Linked DNA regions of Callithrix jacchus: region 2 is linked to region 1. The links are chromatin contacts, called in public Hi-C maps. All regions are on one chromosome and are shown on one strand. The core of a region is the stretch at or near the end of the contact, and the rest is flanking DNA. Distances in the headings are between cores, read along the strand shown.

Evidence for each region. A called contact is a pair of places that touch in the nucleus more often than the background predicts.
Region 2: a contact with region 1 is called in a Hi-C map of skeletal muscle, with 4 times the contacts expected there. The contact joins the promoter of ARHGAP10 here to the enhancer-like site in region 1. A contact is called at or near these places in 2 of 3 Hi-C or Micro-C datasets (both in skeletal muscle).

The regions. Positions count from the first base shown.
Region 1 is chr3:48,976,613-48,984,440 of calJac240_pri, reverse strand. It overlaps ARHGAP10 (Rho GTPase activating protein 10), which reads left to right. Exons shown (of 21, transcript XM_078366438.1): 4 at 4,855-4,965; 5 at 6,721-6,825. The coding sequence starts at 6,721. Among named protein-coding and RNA genes, the nearest start is that of ARHGAP10, 150 kb to the left of the region's middle. Within about 2 kb of position 4,655, at least 1 of the 16 cell types and tissues checked has an H3K27ac peak or open chromatin away from gene starts, as enhancers often do. A contact at or near this core is called in skeletal muscle, where this site is marked.
Region 2 is chr3:49,125,286-49,133,113 of calJac240_pri, reverse strand. ARHGAP10 (Rho GTPase activating protein 10) reads left to right here and starts at 3,083. Exons shown (of 21, transcript XM_078366438.1): 1 at 3,083-3,481.

The DNA.
Region 1 (7,828 bases), core at 3,406-5,905:
TAACTTTTGGCAATGGTTAATGTAATGCTAATCTTCAGTGAATTGAATTGAGATACTCAAGAGACTTAATAAAAGTTGCAGAGACTGATACTAAACAAAGGCTTAGAAACATAAATAATTCATTCTCTCCTCTTGTTTCAAATGAAAATAACAGGAGAAAATCATGGCATACACCACGCTGGCTATTTTGGCAGTTCTCTGAGGACTTGCTGCTCTAGCTCTATGTTTATTGGGCAAGATAGCTGCTACCTCCCTCCACACCCCTACATTCTACTTAATAGTTGTAATGTAACAAGTATTGGTTTTTGAGAAAATGGAATTTCTGTTGATTTTTGAAGTCTATTTTTTCTTCCCAAGTAGCCAAATGATAATATTTCAGTATAACAATAATCTACTTGAGAAGCAGATTCCCTGAATAACTTTGTATGAGACTTGTCTACTTTCTTACATATATTTACAGCAGGAATGGCTACAAATAGATGATGATCAAATTAAAATTGTGTATTTGTTAGAAATTAGTGACTTTTGCTTGGAGTAGTAAAAAGTATAGTAACTGCCTTTTAGATTTGGTCAGGCTAAAGGAACAAGAATATAAGAATGCCATGAACGTCCAGGTTGTAACTAGGGGCATTCTTTTAAGTGAGAGCTGTTGGCACGGGATCGTTAGGATGTCACTTTTCCAGCCAGTAACCTCTGTGGCTTATGATGCCTTTGCCTGAGTTTGCTCAGGTCTGCTGGCTTTTTCTGCCCACTCTGCCTGGCAGGCTGCACTTGGCTTGTGCTACTGGCCCGGATCTCATGTCTGCCAAGAGTGAGCTGGGCATGGAGTGGTGAGGGGTTTGTGAGCGACTGCAGGGTCCAGCCACTGTGCATAGGCAGGCATGCCAACTGCGGCGGGGCAGGCAGCTCCAGGCACAGGCACTGGCTCCGTGCAAGGCTGCGGCTGGACCAGGGATACTGCACATTGCTTCCATTGTGGGCAAGGGGGGAACACGGTGTCGCCTGGAAACTGGAGACACCAAGAACCACAGAGCCGCAAAGAGGGTGTCACAGCCTTGGCCTAGGGAACGCCTAGGTCTGGGCTCCCTGAGGGCTGCAGCTCTTCTCTCCTTTTCATCACCTACAATGTGGTGAGCGGGGGAGGGGCCGGTTCACTTCTGTTGGTGTTACAGCTCTTTCAGTCTGGCCATTCTGTGGGTCCCAAGTTCTGGTCTGGCATCCAGGAGGAATGAGGTGTGCAGACAACTGGAGGGTGAGCAAGGTGGAGGGGAACTTCAATGAGCAACAGAACAGTTCTCAGGAGACCTGAAGTGGATAGCTCTTTTCTGCAGGCAGGTTGTCACAGTGAGTGTCCAGTTCTTAGTGGAGAGGAGACCCATAGTGGGTAGCTCCTTTCCACAGGCAGGTGGTCCCGACTAGTGGAGGAGATCCTGAGGGCATTGCTCCTTCCAGCAGCTGGTAGTCGGCTTGTCTTGTCTTGTCTTTTCCTTTCTTTTCTGTCTGTCTTTCGGTTTGTCTTTCTGTCTTTTTGACAGAGTCTGGCTCTGTCGCCCAGGCTGGAGTGCAGTGATGTGATCTTGGCTTGCTGTAGTTTCTGCCTCCTGGGTTTAATCAATTTTCCTGTCTCAGCCTCCTGAGTAGCTGGGACTACAGGCATGCGCCACCACACCTGGCTAATTTTTGTATTTTTTAGTAGATACAGGTTTTCACCATGTTGGCAAGGATGGTCTCCATCTCCTGACCTTGTGATCTGCCCACCTCGGCCTTCCAAAGTGCTGGGATTACAGGTGTGAGCCACCCACCTGGCCCTCCCCACATCTTTCTGAGTCTGGCTGAGTCCAGTGTTTTTATGGTCTCCAGAGGGAGGAAGTTTGTGCTGATTGGTCCATGAACAGTAATGGGTGGCCCTGGAAAAAGCACCATAAGTTGTGATCCCTGGCTGCAGACTCCACCCAGAACTGGCAGCCCAGCAGTTCCCAGGCTTCAGGCTGTCCCTGGCTTGAAGCTGGGGTTTCACCAGGGACCTGTCCCTTCCCACCTAGGAACCTGTCCCCTGCAGTTGTCAATATGTCATCCATGGCACCCAAGGTGTTTGCACAAGAGGCACCTGCAGGCCCCTGCGGAGCTGCCCTCAGCCCTATGGCCTCCCTCTTGTGCTTGTTGGCACCTGAAGTCCAGAGGGGGCCGAGCTGGAGGTGGAGGGTATGGGGGTGCTGGCACCACTCTGAGTATGCACATACTAGGCTGGGTTGCAGCAGTACCTCAACTGGGCTAGAACTTTGCTCCGCACCAGATCAGGCACTGGGAGCAGGGAGAGGCTAGGCACTTCTGAGCCTGCGGGGGTTGTGGGGGGCAGTGGTCCTTCCCAGGCCCCCAAGAGTGCATGGATGTCCTGGTCCAGAACTGTGGCCGCATGGCTACAGCTGCACCTGGGAGCATGGGGCTCCTGTCCTGATAACTCTGTAGAAGTTAGGGCTCCTGCCTGTTTCTGGCCCTTGTGGGCTCTGTGGAGCTCACAGTCCTGGCTGCCCTTTCCCCTCTGCAGCTGTATCAATGCAGTGGCTGCTCCAGACTGGCTGTTGCTGCCATCACTGTCAGTGATCCCAGGGATTCTGGTGATTTAATCACAAAGCACGTGGCACAACAGTTCTGGATTTTCCCGAACGTTATGGAAGTGGTCATAGAGGTTGACCGGCAGTGCAAGGGTAATTACACTAGCAAGAACAACCAGGAAAGAGAATTTGCTGAAAGATCAAATTAACCTGATAAATCTGTTGCTGGTATAAATTTCTTAAAGGGCCTTTCCAGTAAAAACAAATGAAGAAACCATCCTTCTCATGTCTTTATTTTATTAAATACTCAACAAAATTACAGTGTTTCTGCTGGAAGATGTGCCAACTAACTGCTGATGGCTGAACTCTCAAATTCATTATTGGAAGCACAAAAATATGATTTGGAGGAGCGTTAGGTAGAAATTCTCATTGTAGCTTAGTAATAAATGTTAAAGTATTTGATGCTGAGATGCTTTTTATTACATTTTGAAATGTGTTGTTTCAAAAGTATTAAATACTTTTCTAAAACAACATTTTTGGTCATAAAACATATGAATAAAATGTATGATTTTATTGAAAAGTCTGTGGCTCAGTGGTATTAAATACATTCACATTGTTTTGCAACTATTACCACCATCCATCTCCAGGGCTTTTTCGTAATCTTCCCAGACTGCAGCTCTGTACCCGTTAACCATAACTCACCCTTCTCCCCCGCTGCAGCCCCTGGCAGCCAAAACGGAAACTGCTTTCAGTTTCTGTGAATTGACTACTCTAGGTGTCTCATATGAGTAGGATCACACAGTATTTGTCCTTTTGTGACTGGTTTATTTCACATAGCTTGGTGACCTCAAGGTTCCTCCATGTTGTAGCGTGTGTCAGAATTTCCTTCTGTCTAAGGCCGAATCATATTTTGTTATACGTATGGATCTTCCACATTTTATTGACCCATTCATTCATTGATCAGTGGGCATTTGGGTCACTTCCCTCCCCTGCTGCTATGAACGGGCATACACGTATCTGTTCCAGTCTCTGCTTTTAGTTCTTTTGGGTGTATGCCCAGTTGTAGAATTGCTGGGTCATGTGATGATACTATTTTTAATTTGAGGAAAAAAATATTTTTAATTTTTTGTTGGGAGTTGGGTCTGTTGACTGCTGGCAGTTGAATGATTGAATTCTGGTTAATGGAGGCACAAAAATATGATTTTGAGGAGTGTTAGGTGGAAATTTTCATTTTAGCTTTGCAACACATTATATTTCAAGATTATTTTACGGAAAGCACTATTTTTCACAGTGCTTGTACCATCTTGCGTTCCCACTCATGATGCACAAGGGTTCCAGTTTCTTGACTTGCTCACCAACACTGCTTCTTTTCTTTTTGGATAGTAGCCATCCTAGTGGGTGTGAGGCGGTATCTCCTTGTGAGTTTGATTTGCATCCTAATGATGAGCGATGTCCGAGTGTCTTTTTCATGTGCTAATTGGCCTTTTGTGTATCCTCTCTGGAGAAATGCCCAGAAAAATATTTTCAAGAGTAAAATTAGCTAAGTTAGGAAAAATATCACATGATACCTAGTAAGAATGGTTTCTAGGACGTGAGTTCTCTCTCCACTATTCTCTGTGGAGTCATGCTCTTCTCGTTCCTTTCTAGTTAGACAAGCTAAGCTGCAAGCTTTTTTTGGAATAGCCTCCTGACCAGCTGGTGCCCCCTTCCCTCCCAGGGGATCAGACGTTGTGAGGGCCACAGATAGGCATCCAGCCCTGGCCCGCCTTTGAGAGCCAGGTTCTTGAGATGCTGCCATGGCTGGCTGTTCGTCACCTGCCGCCATCACTCCCTGAGCACCGAGGTGCCGGGAGTTTCCTTTCTCAGGCAGGCTTTATTCTTAGAGAATTTATTCATGGAAATGTTTGTTGATTGCGATTGCATGTGTTTCAGCCTTGGGGCATCGGTTCTGGTTGGAGTTTTTCACAAACGAAAGCCTCTTTGATCATTAGTTCTTGGGGGTCAACGTCAACATGCAGAATGGGAGTCACAAACATTTTCGGCAAAGAATGTGATTGTAAATATTTTAGACTTTTTGGACCATGAAGTTTCTGTTGCACCTGCTCAATTCTGCTGTTGCAGAAGGAAAGTAGCTGCAGACTATACGTAAATGAATGGTCATGCCTGTGTTGCAATAGAACTTTATTTACAAAATCAGGTAACATAGTGCGTTTTGGCCCAGGACCATAGTGTGATGTCCTCTGATGCAGAGTTTCACTTTTCACCATCTCCAGTTTGACTCACCTGTGTGATTTTAACATAGGCAGATATCCAAGTGGAGCAAAACCGGCAACACTTCTATGAACTGTCTCTCGAATATGTGTGTAAACTGCAGGAAATCCAAGAAAGAAAGAAGTTTGAGTTTGTGGAACCTGTGAGTATTACTGCCAAGTTGGTTTCTGGTAGATTTTTGCAATATAAGAGAAATATTTTACTCCTAGATCTAATTTATGTTTTAGAGTTTTCAGAGGCTATAGTGCATAAATATGAAGGAAACATATTGAAAAGAGCAAACACAGATCCCCTGAAGTCAACGAATTGCCTCTGAATCACTGTTTCTCAGCTGTATTTGCATAGCAACTTGTAATATTCCCATTCCTACGTGATCACAAGGAAGGCACCAGGTGTAATTTCTGTCACTTTAGTCTGCAACTCTATCTTTTAAAAATTTTCCTGAAAGAATTTGTTAGAATGCGTGAACATGGGTTGCTTTTACCAGTTCAAACTTTGATACTTTCAACAATTGTAATATGACTTTGAACACAACCCACAATGCTTATGGCAATCTAAGTTGAGAAGCAGGATATGGAACATTTGAGACTATTTTGTGAGTTCCTCTAGCATTTCCTTTTAATTATGTTTGAAACACATGGTTTCTGTTTGCGATTATACAGGTGTTTTCTAATAGCTTCAGTTGTTTATATATGAAGATACAGGCACATGAATATATATATCTCTTAAAATGTAAAGGATATTTCATGTGGATTTCAGCAAAAACGAATTCATGATTCTCAAGATTCATTTTAATTTTAATATTGACTTGTTGAATTTTTTTTTCTTAAGCAACTTTATTAAAATAACATTCACATGCTATACAGTTTACCCATTGTATGTATAGTTTGTAGAAACAAGAATAACCAAGTAATGATTAAAAATCATTTGTGAAGCTGTGCTTTAGGTGGAGCGATAGTCATTAACCTAAACCATAAGAGAAAAAGTAAACTTCCTCAAAGCTTTCTTTTTATGTGAAATAACAATAATGGTCTGCCTTTATTGGGCATTTATAATGCCCAGTGGCTGTTCAAGTCATTGTTCTAAGTGTTGTATCGAACTCATTATTCCATACTATAACTCAATGAGGAGATTAGGATGTAGAAATAGAGAAGGCTGAGTAATTTGCCCACAGTCCCTTAACAAGTCCTGGCTGATGTTGGGAATGGAGCCTGCTGGGCATTTGGTGTCAAAGCCCCAGATTCCTAACCACCCATGGTATGGCATTAGGAAGAAAACGAATCTCAGGATTTGCTTAACTCACTCCCCAGATCACTTCTCTTCACTTTAGATTTATTTATTCACATGTGGAGCAGAGGCAGCAGCCCTGTAAATTCAGGGACAGGTTGGGTGCTGGTAGACAACTAAAAGTTTCATTATGGGTTTGCGGCTGCCCCAGGCAAGTCACAGAATATCTTTGTCAACAAAACAGAGAGGTTGCACTCTGCTGGATGTGGCTGGAGAGCCTGGAGCTTTCTAATTCTGTGATTTTACTTGCTTATAGATTGTATCAACCTATAGCGAATAAGATTTCAGTTGCAAATGAATATTGGGATTCTTCTGACTAAAGAGGACAAATTGATGACTTTACAGTTCAGTTTTTCCTATAGATCATGCCATACCAATTATCTAAAGCCTGTGACATTTAAGGGAAAAAAGCATCCTTTTCTATTAGACCAGTTAATAATATGTACTGGGGTTTACTTGAATGTTAGTCATTTCACTTTAATTACTTTATTTCAGTGGAATAACAGTGAGATGGTGGTGGGGGGGGGGACAGGAAAACTTGGTTGTTTATATGATTCTTTTTCTTCTGAATTTTTTTGTGCTAATATCCCTTTTTCTTCCTGTGTCTTAGATGCTGTCATTTTTTCAGGGGATGTTTACCTTCTATCACCAGGGCCATGAACTTGCCAAAGACTTCAATCACTACAAAATGGAACTACAGATCAACATTCAGAATGTAAGGAAATGAAAGCTTTCTTTATAAAAATATGTTTTAAAAGTGTATTTTTCATTTTTTTTGTTGCATGAAAAGCCTTAAATGAAGACAACACTTATCTGTTGGTACAGAGAAACTGAGGGTATGCTGCCACCTGCTGGTCAACTCTTGGTATGACAAACTGCTCTTCAATTGGTTGAGACTTGGGAAATTCTGCCACCTGGCGGCTTTTCCTGCAGTTTCTGGGTCAGTTCTAAGGATAAGCTTTTTTATGTTAACTCTAAATCAGCTATGTCTGCAACAGACAAAAGAGCACTCCACTTTATATTTAAGGCACTGAATATATAATGCACTACATTTCTTCTCCTTTAATTGGGCATCTTGATTTTTGTTCCCAAATAGGCTTATTGTTGGAATGGAATTTCTTTCCTACATTTTATGCTTATTTACTAATGCACTGGTGTTCACAGTTGCTATTGGTCTTGATTTTTTTTCTTTGGAAAATGTATACTTTCTTCCAAGTCTTGGATAAAGAGATTTAGGAGAATGTTATTAAGCAGAATACTGTGATCAGGTGGTGGATGTTTTTCCTCTCAACATCAGTTGATCCTGGAAGCATTCTCATTGACAAGCTGGGCAGGGTATGGTGAGTGTAATTTGAGGTCTCATTAGAAATGTAGTGAGATATCTTTGTGACAGACTCACAGCACGTACTGAAAGACACACAGGTAGATGGATGGGAAGGTGTGGTTGCAGCCTGCTCTTCATTTTCTTTCACAATTAGAAGTTGAGAGTGGATACCTTTTTTGTATATTTTCTTTCCAACTTTTTAAAAATGTACAGTTCCCTATACTTGGGAATGTACATGATAAAAACCTCGTTTTTATAATATGTGTGTCAACTTTGATTTGAGGATTGTTCGGACATTCAGCTGGGCGGCAGCCTGGGGGTTGGGGACCCCTGCTTGAGATTATAATTCATTTTTCACCCTCCACTTACTGGCTATGTGAGTTATAGAAATTCA
Region 2 (7,828 bases), core at 1,834-4,333, 150 kb before region 1:
TTTTTATGGCTTGGAGTCTAAATACGGTAAAGAAGGAGAAGCAGTTCTAGAGTAGCGCATCTTTTTTTATTGAGATGGAGTCTCGCTCTGTCTCCAGGCTGGAGTGCAGTGGTGCGATCTTGGCTCACTGCAACCTCCCCTCCCGGATTCAAGCGATTCTCTTGCCTCAGCCTCCCAAGCAGTTGGGACTACAGGCATGTACAACTATGCCTGGATAATTTTTTGGTATTTTTAGTGCAGATGGGTTTTACTGTGTTACCCAGGATGGTCTCAATCTCCTGACCTTGTGATCTGCCCGCCTCGGCCTCCCAAAGTGCTGGGATTATAGGTATGAGCCATCACGTCTGGCTCAGTAGTTCATCTTTAAAAAATTTTTGTATTGAGATATATTTCACATACCAAAAAAAAAAAAATCCACCCATTTAATGTGTACAATTTAATGATTTTGATTATATTCACAGTTGTGCAACCATTACCAAAACCTAAATTTAAACTGGTTTTGGCCAGGCATGGGGGCTCGTTCCTGTAACCCTAGCACTTTGGGGGACCAAGGTAGGAGCATCATTTGAACTCTGGAGTTTGAGAACAGCCTGGGCAACATTGCGAGACCCTATCTCTATAAAAAATAAAAATAACCCCAGCACTTTGGGAGGCCGAGGCGGGTGGATCACGAGGTCAAGAGATCGAGACCATCCCGGTCAACATGGTGAAACCCCATCTCTACTAAAAATACAAAAAATTAGCTGGGCGTGGTGGCGTGTGCCTGTAATCCCGGCTACTCGGGAGGCTGAGGCAGGAGAATTGCCTGAACCCAGGAGGCGGTGGTTGCAGTGAGCCGAGATTGCGCCATTGCATGCCAGCCTGGGTAACAAGAGCGAAACCGTCTCAAAAAAATAAATAAATAAAATAAAATTAAAAAATAAAAATAACTTTCATCACCCTGATTATAAACTCCTGACTATATATACCCTCCATTCTATCCCCCAGTCTCTGGCAACCACTAATCTTTCTGCCTCCATAGATTTACCTGTTTTGGACATTTCAGATGAATGGAGACTATTTTATACGGCCTTTTGTGACTGGGTTCTTTTATTTAGCATAATATTTTCACCATTCATTGTGCTGCAGCATGTATCAGGACTTCATTTCTTTTTATTGTAAATTAATATTTCATTGTATGGAATATTACACAGCTGACAGACATTTTGGTTGATTCCACTTTTTGCTATTATGAATAATAATGCTAGGAACACTTGTGTGTAAATATTTGCATAGACATATATTTTCGTTTCTCTTGGGTATATATCTAAGAGTGGACTTGCTAGGTCACATGGTAACCTCTATGTTGAATCCTGAAGAAGTAGTGTCAGCAGCCCCTCTTTATGAGAAAAGGTTTGGGTTTCTGTCCAGAGGATTGAGTGTGGTAAGTGGCTGTTTTTCAAGGCCCTCACTTTTGTTTACACTCCTTCTTTTCTTTGTCTTTATTCCCCTTTATTTGCCTTTTTTATTCTCTTTTCTGCAGACTCCAGTCTCTTGCTGGTTTTAGTAGGAACTGAAGATTTCACCGCCTAAAAGTTATTTGTAAACACTTTGAAGTCTCTGTGGGATGGACATTAGAGTAATAATAACAAAACGGCTTATTGAGTAGGAGGCTTATTTAACTTGTTCCGGAGGGTTACCCTCCTAACAATATGCTGTCTAAACAGATTCTTAATTACCCAGCTCAGAGTCTGAACGTCTTGAGGAATTACTTTGAAGTTTCTTGTTAATATTACCATCACATTATGTAAGTCTATACTGTGAGTTTGTAGATGGAGTTCCTAGTGGGTGCCCGGCACATAATAATTGCCTAATAAGTTGCTATTATGAAAAGTTACTCTAATGAATTATTAGTTTTTTTTTTTTTTTTTTTAAGGAATCCTTTTATTTTTATTTTTGGAGACATTGTTTTGCCCTGTAGCCCAGGCTGGAGTGCAGTGGCACGATCTTGGCTCACTGCAACCTCCACCTCCTGGGTTCCAGCGATTCTCCTGCCTCAGCTGGGATTACAGGCACGTGCCACCGCACCAGACTAATTTTTGTATTTTTAGTAGAGAGGGGGTTTTACCATGTTAGCCAGGCTGGTCTCGAACTCCTGACCTCAGGTGATCCACCCGTCTCGGTCTCCCAAAGTGTTGGGATTACAGGTGTGAGCAACCGCGTGTGGCCTTAGGTATACATTTCAACACTTTCAAATGCCTTACCTTTTTTTGGGACACACTGGAGTTGTTACAGAACACACAAAATAGGCTTTTTGAGGGCACTGGCATAAATTCTCAGTGATCGTGACCCCCACGCAGTGAAAACCACACGTTACCTGGCATGTTTTCCGGTGGTTATTTTTAGAATAATAAAGATCATCTCTAGCTACCCAAGCAAATTTAATCTGCTGAACACAACAGAAACAACTTTTCTGTGGTTTAGCCACCCTCTCCCTTCACCTAAGTCATTTAGTGTGGATACGCAGGAGTGTAATAAGAGCTGCTGGGCTACCCAGAAAACGCTCTTGCCTTTGTAAGGCTTCCATCTCAAGCGGAGGTTTACCACGCATCTCACTTTAAATGGGGAAAGGAACAGGGATACGGAAAGATCCCCTTGTGCGACTTCGTTTCCAGCTCGGGGGTTGCGGGGCGTCCCAGAACAAATGACATGAATGAGTCAATCATCTCCTGCAAGGCAGCCGCCTCTGAGTTAGGTCGCTCGCCTGCGGGGACTGAGGACTGCAATTAAGACGCTCCTTCTCCGTCCGGGTCGGATTCCATGCAGCGGGGAGCCGACTGTGAGTCACCCCGGCCCCGGGAGCCCAAGCGAAGGGGCGGGCCCGCGCGAGCCGCGGGGCGAGATTCTAGCCCGAGGACGCCTCGCAAGGAAGAGGAGGGGCAGCTGCGCGTGGGGAAGAGCAGTCCGGGGAAGGGAAAGGAAGGGAGGAAGAAGGAAGGCGGAGGAAAGAGAAGGGGGCGAACGAGAACGCGGGCCGGGCCGGGCGGCGCCTCGGGGAGTGTCTGCCGCGCGGGGGCCGGGCGGGGCGGGGCCGCGGGCGCTCAGGGCTTGGCGGGGGCTGCCGGGATTGGGGCGCCGCGGCTCGCGCTGGTCTCCGCTTCGGCGGCCGCTCCTCCGCGCCGCAGGACTGGGCTCTGTGGGACATGTCCGCACCTCGCTCGTCGCGCGCCCGGGCCTGCTAGCTCCTGCGGGCTCCCCGAACGCGCGGCGCCGCACCTGGCAGCGGCCTCGGAGCCGGGCTCTGGCAGTAGCGCGCGGCGAGCGCACCGCGCCGGAACCGCTGCAGTCATGGGGCTGCAGCCCCTGGAGTTCAGCGACTGCTACCTCGACAGCCCGTGGTTCCGGGAGAGAATCCGCGCTCACGAAGCGGAACTCGAGAGGACCAACAAGTTCATCAAAGAGCTCATCAAGGACGGGAAGAACCTCATCGCTGCGACCAAAAGTAAGCGGGGTCGCCGGCGCGGACAGGCTGCGGCGAGGCGGGGAGGAGCCTCTCCCGGCGGGAGACTGGGGGTCTCCAGTCCGGGGAATTCGTTCTGGACCTGCCCGGCTCTCTCTGAACCCGGGGGGGCGGGTCCCTGGGGTCATTCCTCCCCCAGGCAGCGAGGCGAGTCCCCATTCCCGGCGGCTCTGCGGCGGCGGAACGAGCTGCCAGCGGGCCCCGCTTGGCCCCTGCCGAGCACCCCTCGCTGCCTGCGCGCTCCGGTGGACCGACCCTATGCTCTCCTGGCCCGGAGTCGGGTTTCATTGCTGCCTCAAGCTGCTCACAATCTCTTTTAAAACAGAGGCATCTGTTTGCCTAGTTTTGTCTTGTGATCTCTCAAAAGAACTTTCCTGGGGATTGTTTGAAATCCTGTGGGGATGTTGAATTTTTCCGGAGTCCCCTTAAGCTTCACGTTTTCCCTTTCATTGTCTGATTTTCCCCTACAGTCTTGTTCTAGGCCCTTCACGTGCTAAACCTGAAAGTCCACCTGGCTTTATGCTGCTTCCGCACATTCCTCCCCTCCGGTGCTGAGGAGGGTTCAAAGATTGGGTTTGGAAGAGTGAGAAGACAGCCTGCCCTTTAGTCCCGGCGGGCACCGCTTGCAAACAGGGATTCCACCCCGGTTAGGCTTGATGCTTTCCTCCCCTGAACTTCTCTGTCTTTTGAAAAACTCGGAAGAAAACCGGAGATATACAACAGTTAAGTGTATTTTAGTGTAGTTGAGAATACTCTTTCTAGGAGAGAGAGGGCCAACATTCCTGCAGAAATACTGAGTTAGTGATACTGCTGGAAAATGGGGTGGAATTAGCTACAGTGAGGAGCTGGGCAGCCTGACCGTCCCTTGGACCCACAACCCCTTCGGAGGATGGCTGTGAATGGCCCCTTTCCCTCTTTAAAAGACCTGCCCATACAGCAGACAGGGACTTGGGCAGTATCCAGCCTTGGGGAGCTGCGTTCTTAGGGCCTTTATCACTCACCTAGATTCTCAATTCATTAATTCTCAGCCTTGAGTATTCGTTCCTTGTGCATTTGTTTGTAGATACCGCCTCTGGGGAAAATCCCCCATCTCACTGTTCTCCAGACTGCGTCCCCACCTCCACCCCCCACCGTCCCCGCTCCATTTTTCATTAAGGACGAATAAAACATATTGAACACACTGTCTCGGTCACCCAGCATGGTGCCTGGCACAGTAAATATGCATTTAATGAATGAGTTGAAGTACATTTCTATGGGAAGTATTTATTGAGCCATCCCTGTAATTTTGAAAGCAAGTCACTCAACTCTGGATGATCTCCAAGGTTCCTTTTGGTTTTCTTACCTCTTTGGTGTTGCAAAATCAGGATTGGGACTCACTTAGGGGTTTTTGTTTTGTTTTGTTTTGTTTTGGAGTCTCTGTTGCTTGAATCAGAAATGGGACTCTAGGACATGTTACAAGTGGGCTTATTTGGTTGAGGGTTCTCCAGGCCCTTGGCATCTGGTATGTGTGTTGGGTGGGAAGTAGGAGGGCGATATACATATGGAGGAGTGAGCATAAAAAGGAGGAGTTGGAGGCGGGGGTGCAGAGTGAACATGAGAATGAGCAATTGGTGTTAGCTAGAGTCACTGGGCCGGGAATTTACCTTGTCTTTTATTGGCTGTAGTAGCTCCGTTTGGAGCTAGAGATACGTGGAGAGAGGCCGAGGGCAAAGGCAGTTTGGCCACTGGTAGAAAGCTATTTCTGTGACAGCATATTAGCTTTCCTGCTATCAGAACGCATACCTTAGGTTCCAACAGCAGCCAGTGCATCTGGGGGACCAGATGTCAGCCTTCCTTCAGACTGTAGACTTTTTTTTTTTTTTTTTTTGAGATGGAGTCTAGCTCTAATGCCCAGGCTGGAGTGCAATGGCAGGATCTCGGCTCACTGCAACCTACGCCTCCCAGGTTCAAGCAGTTCTCTGCCTCAGCCTCCCAAATAGCTGGGATTACACTTGCCTACCACCACGCCCAGCTAATTTTTTTGTAGTTTTAGTAGAGACAAGGTTTCACCATCGTGGCCAGGCTGGTCTTGAACTCTTGACCTCGTGATCCACCCACCTTGGCCTCCCAATGTGCTAAGATTACAGGTGTGAGCCACCACCCCCAGTCCAGACTGTAGACTTTCTTGAATTTGTGAGTTGGTATCTTACTCCTTTTGATTCTTGTCCTTCAGTATAGGAAACATAATTTGTAATCACGCTTTTAGAGTAATAGTGAAGTGTCTTTTTTTTTTCTCATTATGTTCGTTAAGAATTTATGTTTAAATTATTTCCCAGAAGGTGACAGGAACACAGCTGTAGCTCACATGCCTTTTCCCATTTGGTTCATAAAGTTTACTTCTAGTTCTTGTCAAAGACTAAGAGCCTGTAATCCCAGCACTTTGGGAGGCCTAGGTGGGTGGATCACGAGGTCAGGAGCTGGAGACCATCCTGGCCAACATGGTGAAACCACGTCTACTAAAAATACAAAAATTAGCTGGGTGTGGTGGTGGGCGCCTGTAGTCCCAGCTACAAGGGAGGCTGCGGCAGGAGAATCGCTTGAATCCGGGAGGCGGAGGTTGCACTGAGCAGAGATGGTGCCAGTGTATTCCAGCCTGGGCGACAGAGTGGGACTCTGTCTCCAAATAAGTAAATAAATAAATAATAAAAAATCAAAAGTTGACTAGGTGTACTTAGTACGTGTACTAAGATAGAGTCGGCCGGGCGCAGCGGGTGACTCACGCCTGTAATGGTGAACTCCGTCTCTACTAAAAAAAGAAAAAGTCCAAAAATTAGCTGGGCATGGTGGTACGTGCCAGTAATCTCAGCTACTTGGGAGGCTGATGCAGGAGAATCGCTTGAACCCAGGAGGTGGAGGTTGCAGTGAACCGAGATCGCACCACTGCACTCCAGCCTGTCGACAGAGACTGCATCTAAAGAAAAAAAAAAAAGACTAAGCCCTGGACTAAGACAGGGGACCTGAGTTTAATTCTTCTTCACTGCATAGGGCCTGGCTGTAGGAAAATTGAGCAGGTCTTGTAACTCTTTTGCATCCAGCTTTTCCTCCCTACTTCTTAGGGGAACTAATAAGGTTCTGCAGCATTTGAAAACGGCTTGATGAGGTTGTTTGAAATTGCAGTCTAGGTAAATGGTTCACCTACCAGTTGAGCTTTTGTATAACATCAGAGAGTCAAGGAATGGCATTAGGTGGAGGATCTACAGAAAGAAGAAAACCCACTAGGTCAGATTGTTTGTGTTTCCAGATATTTTACATTTTACTTTACAAAAATGGCTTTTGAGCATTCCGAGAATTGTGTAAGTGATTTCCATTATTTATTTATTTATTATTTTTTTAAAACATGGGATTTCACCATGTTGGTCAGGCTGGTCTTGAACTCCCAACCTCAGGTGATCTGCCGGCCTTGGCCTCCAGAGTGCTTGGATTACAGGCGTGAGCCACCACCCCTGGCCTAAGTGATTTCCATTTTTAATTGCCCTGCTTGGTGTCTCCTGCATGCATTTCATTCTTGGAAGATTTCAATATATAATTTTGATGTCTTGACGCTTTGAAATCTTCCACAAATATTTACAGAGTTTTGAGGCCTTATGGGACCTGAAGGCTTACTGATGAGTTCAGTTAGATAGCAATCAACAAATATTTAGCACCTACAATTTTTTTTTTTTTTTAATGAGACTGGGTTTCGCTCTTGTACCCCAGGCCGGAGTGCAGTGGCACGATCTCAGCTCACTGCAACCTCCACCTCCCGGGTTCAAGCGATTTTCCTGCCTCAGCCTCCGGAGTAGCTGGGATTACAGGCACCTGCCACCACGCCCGGCTAATTTTTTTTGTTTTTTGTTTTAAGTAGAGACGGGGTTTTGCCATTTTGGGCAGGCTGGTAACTCCCGACCTCAGGTGATCCACCCACCTCGGGCTCTGAAAGTTTTGGGATTACAGGCGTGAGCCACTGTGCCCAGCCTAGCACCTACAATTTGTTTAATATTGGAATTAGATACAAAGACTTACAATAGGGTAGAGACCCTTGCCTTTGAGTTTATTGTCCTGTAGTTGAATTTATTTAAATCTAAGGAATATTTTTGAACTCTTTCCTGCACTGTGCTAAATTCTTGAAGAAACAAAGGATATACACACATACATGTTACAAGGTTAAAAATTTGGTGAAAAGTAAATATTCTAACTTTTCCAGGAATGAGGGTTTGTATGTTAGAGTGGAGAAGGTTTGTTGGAAGTTTGGAACTCACTGATGTTTTAAGTAAGGAGTAGAACCTTATCATATTGGAAACAAGAGACTAG